Linked DNA regions of Zea mays: region 1 is linked to region 2. A link is a contact called in public Hi-C data. All regions are on one chromosome and are shown on one strand. The core of a region is the stretch at or near the end of the contact, and the rest is flanking DNA. Distances in the headings are between cores, read along the strand shown. Region 1 holds the start of LOC100192829 (Enoyl-[acyl-carrier-protein] reductase [NADH] chloroplastic). Region 2 holds the start of LOC100125653 (r-interacting factor 1).

The links. A called contact is a pair of places that touch in the nucleus more often than the background predicts.
Region 1: a Hi-C map of tassel shows a contact between it and region 2, with 5 times the contacts expected there. The contact joins the promoter of LOC100192829 here to the promoter of LOC100125653 in region 2. A contact is called at or near these places in 8 of 25 Hi-C or Micro-C datasets (bundle sheath, ear, endosperm and 2 more).

What each region holds. Positions count from the first base shown.
Region 1 is chr7:78,253,271-78,255,970 of Zm-B73-REFERENCE-NAM-5.0, reverse strand. LOC100192829 (Enoyl-[acyl-carrier-protein] reductase [NADH] chloroplastic) reads left to right here and starts at 1,298. Exons shown (of 13, transcript NM_001138020.2): 1 at 1,298-1,420; 2 at 2,061-2,333; 3 at 2,580-2,689. The coding sequence starts at 2,087.
Region 2 is chr7:78,111,029-78,113,728 of Zm-B73-REFERENCE-NAM-5.0, reverse strand. It overlaps LOC100125653 (r-interacting factor 1), which reads left to right and starts at 1,285. Exons shown (of 10, transcript NM_001112584.1): 1 at 1,285-1,312. The coding sequence starts at 1,285.

The sequences.
Region 1 (2,700 bases), core at 49-2,548, 140 kb before region 2:
GTGGTGACCCGTTCAATATCACATATACACATTTTGAGATTAAGGCCTCATATTTTAAGCAAAAGCCTTCCTTTTTTAAATCTATTATGAAATATCTTGTCATGGATTTTGTACTTTGCTCTGTGGAATTAATCCCTTATCTGGCATTATCTGGTACTTGAATACTTAAAATGTATTTTTTTAATTCCAAATGCTACATACATATGTTTTTCAGTCAACACAACTCCATCTCATTTTGTAGTTTTCTTAGTGTTCAATATTATTTGGATTCTATTAAGTCAGAAATAGCAAAGATAACATAGAAAGGTGGACTTCCAAATGCAGAAGCAATTGGAAAATTGTACATCTTATGCAACTTGATCGAACTGTTATATTTTAGATCTTTTGTTTAGCATTTTTTAATCCACATGTATTTCTCTATCATATAAAACTCTATATTAATTCTTTAAAATAATTTATATGAATTTGATAATGTTTGTCACAACTCACACGAATTCGGTATACCATAATGAATTGATGGTTGAGAGACTATGCACGAGGCATGCAAATTAACAAGACTCGTACAAGCGTCGAACAGTGTGCTGATGATGATCAGAGACACAAGGGCAGCACATGATCAGGTCTTAACATGTTTAACTTCCGTACATGCTTTTCTCTAGATCTCCAAGGAAGAAGAAGATCCGGTCAGATATATATCGATGCTCATTCCAACGTACATAAGCTATCAATGGTATTATATGTTCCCGTTGCAACGCACAGACACACAACTAGTAAGTTCATAAAGATTAAACAATTTTCTGTTCTGTACCATATGATCGAGCATGATTTTAGAAAAGAAAAGGTTTCATAATTTTCCGAGTCAGAAAAATCTAAGAATAAACCAAATTTTAGCTTTTTTAATTTCATGATTTGTATTTATACATTTTTGAGAGTTATTTTATGTATTTTTTGATATTTTAGAAAAATAATTCCAAGCCGATTTAGCTCCTGAATTTTTAACTTAGTCTGTTTTATTCTTTGGATGTGGCGCTATATCAGCAGAACTATTATGAAAACCATTCAAAATGCAAAAATAAATTGTTTTAAAAATGGAGAAGATTAAAAAATTGGGTTTACGACAGCTATAAAATGCTGAAGGCACGACGCTACAGCCAGGCTGGGTTGGGCGGTTGGGCCATTTATGTAGGTAGCTCACTTGGGTCCTGGCAGTCACCAGCCCACTGGCCACTGCCCACCACGTTACTCGGTGGCCCAGCCAGCCAAAACCCTTCTCGGCTCTCGCCCAGCCTGACCGGAACGAAACGCTGAGGCAGCATCTTCCCCGCCGTCCTCCGCCGCCTCCCATTTTCACCTTGGCTGCAGCCTGCAACACAATCCTACGCTTCCGACTTCAACGCGCGCCCCTCCCATTTTCACCTAGGTAACGGTCGCATGCTACTTCTTGTTGCTGTTCTTGGGACGGACCTACAGGGATTGGATCAATTAGTTGCGGCCTCTAAGGCTATTAATGTCGTTATGCGAATTGCAAAATGCTGGTCCATGGTAGTAATGGGGTCTTGCGTCGCGTGGATACCACTTCCGGATTTTGTTATTTGTCATATTTGCATGTGAGGTTTGAATGTTGGATTTAGTTTAGGGGTGCCCCGAGCCGGCTCAATTTGTTGTCTGTTCAACATGAATGTGGTTGTGCTGTACGAGGTGTGGAGCTGGAATCGGGTTTCTTTCTGAATTACGACTTAGGAAGGCAGACTTGATTTTGCCGCTGTGGAGTAAAACTCAGAGGCCTGATCTTCTTTCTTATCTCCTACTTTATTCACCATGGCGTGCACATAAATCTAACAAATGAACCCATGGATCCTTGCACAGAGATGGTATATGTGTTTTTCTTGGAAAACCCTGGGTTGGTTTTGGATTCACGGTGTTTTACCTGAGCTTGACTGTAACAGTGAAAACATTTAAATCAATAAATACACATCCTGACCTTAAAAAATATATATACATCCTTATATGTCCTTAAGTGTAGTCCATGATACTGTTTCCAAAACATTCTTGTTTTTCAGCCCTACTCCTTTGTACATAAAGGAAGATGGGAGCATATGCAACGACTGGTATGCAGATGATAGCAACACGCCCTTCCATCCCGGCCTACAGGCAAATACTTGGGTCGACATCAGCACTATCTGCATTTGGAAGGTCAATCTGTTCCAGAACTGGCTTTGCCATCTCTTCTAAAGCCACATCAGCAGGACCACTGGTTTCTTCGAATTGCAAGAGGGTTGTTGTGAGGGCAATGTCGCAGAGAGGTGCCCAAGGACTTCCCATTGATCTCACAGGTAAGCTGAACTAAGATATTCATCCAGAAATTGCAGGTCACTACTGATATATACTTCTAACGGTTTATGTCTTTGCTTATGTACACTTGTGCTTCTGTAAAAAATCGTATGTAAATATCAATCCATCACTTTTGCTCTGTGTTGGTGTACATGATCTGGCAATTTTTTTTATCTATGGGATCTGAACTAATGCACATATTCAATAACTGCAAGTTTTCAGACATCAATTATCTTGCAAGTTTTCAGGTAAAAGAGCATTTATAGCTGGAGTTGCTGATGATAATGGTTATGGTTGGGCAATTGCTAAGGCTCTTGCTGCTGCTGGTGCTGAGATTCTTGTTGGTACATGGGTGCCTGTAAGTTGATC
Region 2 (2,700 bases), core at 36-2,535:
ACACGAACAACTGGATTTGTCACACATATTTGAAGGCAAAGTATGAAGAATTTGGCCATGGTGGTGTGGTCCACTACAGATGATGCAACAACGACTTGTTAGCTCATGATGCATTGGGTGATGGAAGCGACGACCTTTGAATTTGCTCTCTTGGGGGCCATCGCAGGGATGCTTTGTTGTAGCACGAACGGTGGGTGCCAAATTTTGGAACTTGTTAATCCAGGGACAACAAAATTCAATGGTGAAAGAATGGAGAACAGTTTGATGTCACTAACACAAAGCGTTAGGGCAACAATGTTTTTTTTTCTGTCCCCCGCATTGGCATAGTGCAGGGGTATTTATAAGTAACCGAGGGACCGCCCAGCCCTGTCAAGGACAATTAGATCCTCAGCTACCTAGTTTATCCCAATAATATTCCCTCACGGGGGTTACAACGTGTCATTACAACATGCTTCATTACAGACGTGGTCCGACCCGCTCTGCCCACACGACGACCTACGGGCGGCCCCTGCAATATGGGCCAGATTGTACATGGGCCCCTTTTTACATTGAGGGAGGTCAAGACGTAGGGTCTTCGAAGTCTTGGTCATCCGAGCCCCGAAGCCTTCGATCGTCTTCGCTTCGGCTCACCGGAGCGAAAGGAGCACTTGAGCCTTCGCATGGACGTCGTCCTCGGTCCCGGCTTGTGGGGCTTATCTTTGGGGTCTTCGATCTTTGATATGTTGATGTGGAAATCATCGAGTGAGAGGAGTGTGTTCGTCAATGTTCCAATAAGAGCTAACTTCCCTACAAAGCGCGACACGGAAAAGCTAGAGGAGAAGCTGCACGTTTGGCAACGGCCAGACCAAACAGATAGGAGCTGAATCGGACGGCTAACACACAGTGTGTCTTAAGTGGTCCAGCAACGTTTGCCGCATGCAGCCGCTTCAAGTCCGACGATTTTCTCCTTTCTCTCTCTCTCTATTTTTCACTCTAGACCGAAATCGGAGCGCCCGATACCATACCAATAGCAGCAGAGCAGTAGCAGCACAGCTCCCTCCCCCGTCCTCTCCAAATCTCGCCGGATTCCGTCCACCGCCAAGCCCTCGCATCTGCCGCAGGTGAGCGCTTGCTGACCCTTCGCCGCCCGGTTGGCGGCCTTGGGGCGGCAGCTCGAGCCCAGGCGTGGCAGAGGGAGCTGACCCCCTGTTCGTTCGGCTCTTTCAGGTTCGCGTCTGTGCCCGAGCGTGTTGCACTGCCGGTGGTGTTGGTGGTGGTTGGCGGAGTTGCCGCCGAGGGTCGGTCATGGACTACGGGCCCTCTGACAGCAGCGGTGAGTGCGGGGGAGCTCGTGCTCGTGTCCGCCTCCTTTTAGGGTTTGGGGTTCTACTGCTATGGTTTTGCTTGCTTCATCTCCTTGTTAGCGAATGCCAATTACTTGTCTGTGAAGGTGGGTGGGCTACATTGTCGCTTCCTCGGTGTGATTGGATGGATTTGGGAGCTAGGGTTTGAGCTTGCCTGACATGAAGAGGGCTTTAGGGTTAGAGTTATGCGAAATTCACCTGTTTTGGAAAATAACCAAACATCGTGGGAACTTGGGTGTTGTGGTGAATTCTTGCTCAGGAATATTGGTCTCTGTATTAGTGAATTGAGTTTCTCATGGTCGGCAGATTTGGGGGTTTATGTATAATTTTCAGTTTTTGGGATTACTTAAACACAAGCTGCCAAATAAAACTGCAAGATTTCCTTCATATGGAGTGAATTTCGCTGTTTCAACCTCATTTATCATTTTCTTATAAACATTGAATTGTTCTGGACAGCTAGAGAATTCCTCCTCCCATTCACTGTAGAGCCACTGTATGTTATTGTAGCAAGGAGCCTTTTGCTTCCCGAGGCGAAAAGTTAACTAGAAAGAGGAGTCGCGGAACCACGGTTTGTAGCTACACCAGCTTCGTGCTAGTGTTCTACAGTGGCGTATCCAGAGCTGCCAGGAGCTGCACCAAACGGCCCTTAAGGTTTACTACCTGGGTTTGAAAAATGACAATTTTTAGGTGCATTTAGCATTTGTCTTTGGATTAGCAGCCAAAGCATGTTTGCATAATCTTTAGATGTATAACAACTTAAGGATTAGGGTCATAAATGTCATATCCTGAGCTTAGAGCCTGATTCTTTAGCTTTCATGTTCTGGAAAGAATGATAAGTACCTATCATAATGTCATCTCCAAATAGCCAGAGTAATAAAGGGATTGCAGATAAAATGAAGTACCTGAGGTTGCCAATCTGGTAACTGATGATGTCTTGTTATATTGCTTATTGCTCTATATTGTGGGAATTTGTTTGTGATTATCACTATTATGCTTTATCTTAGCATATCCTATAAACAAGAATTTAAGATTTCTGGAAGGAATGCCACAAATGGATTTTTAATAGTTACATCAATGTATTGACTGAGGCATTGCGAATAGTTCTTTTTTTACGGCAGTTTACATTCCAACACTGCCCAAGTGATTTGATGCAAGTACTTCGTAGGGGCCAACCAACTGAATTTCGATGACCTATCTTGTTCCTCGTCTTTGTTTGATTCTTGATTTATTTAACAAAATCTATCCAGCTGTTTAGCCTATTTATTGTTGTGAGCTGTGTCCAATCTGTCACATAAGCTGAAGTATGCTGTTAAAAATATGGTGCTTTTTAATTTCTTAAGCTTTTTGTAGGCCTTGA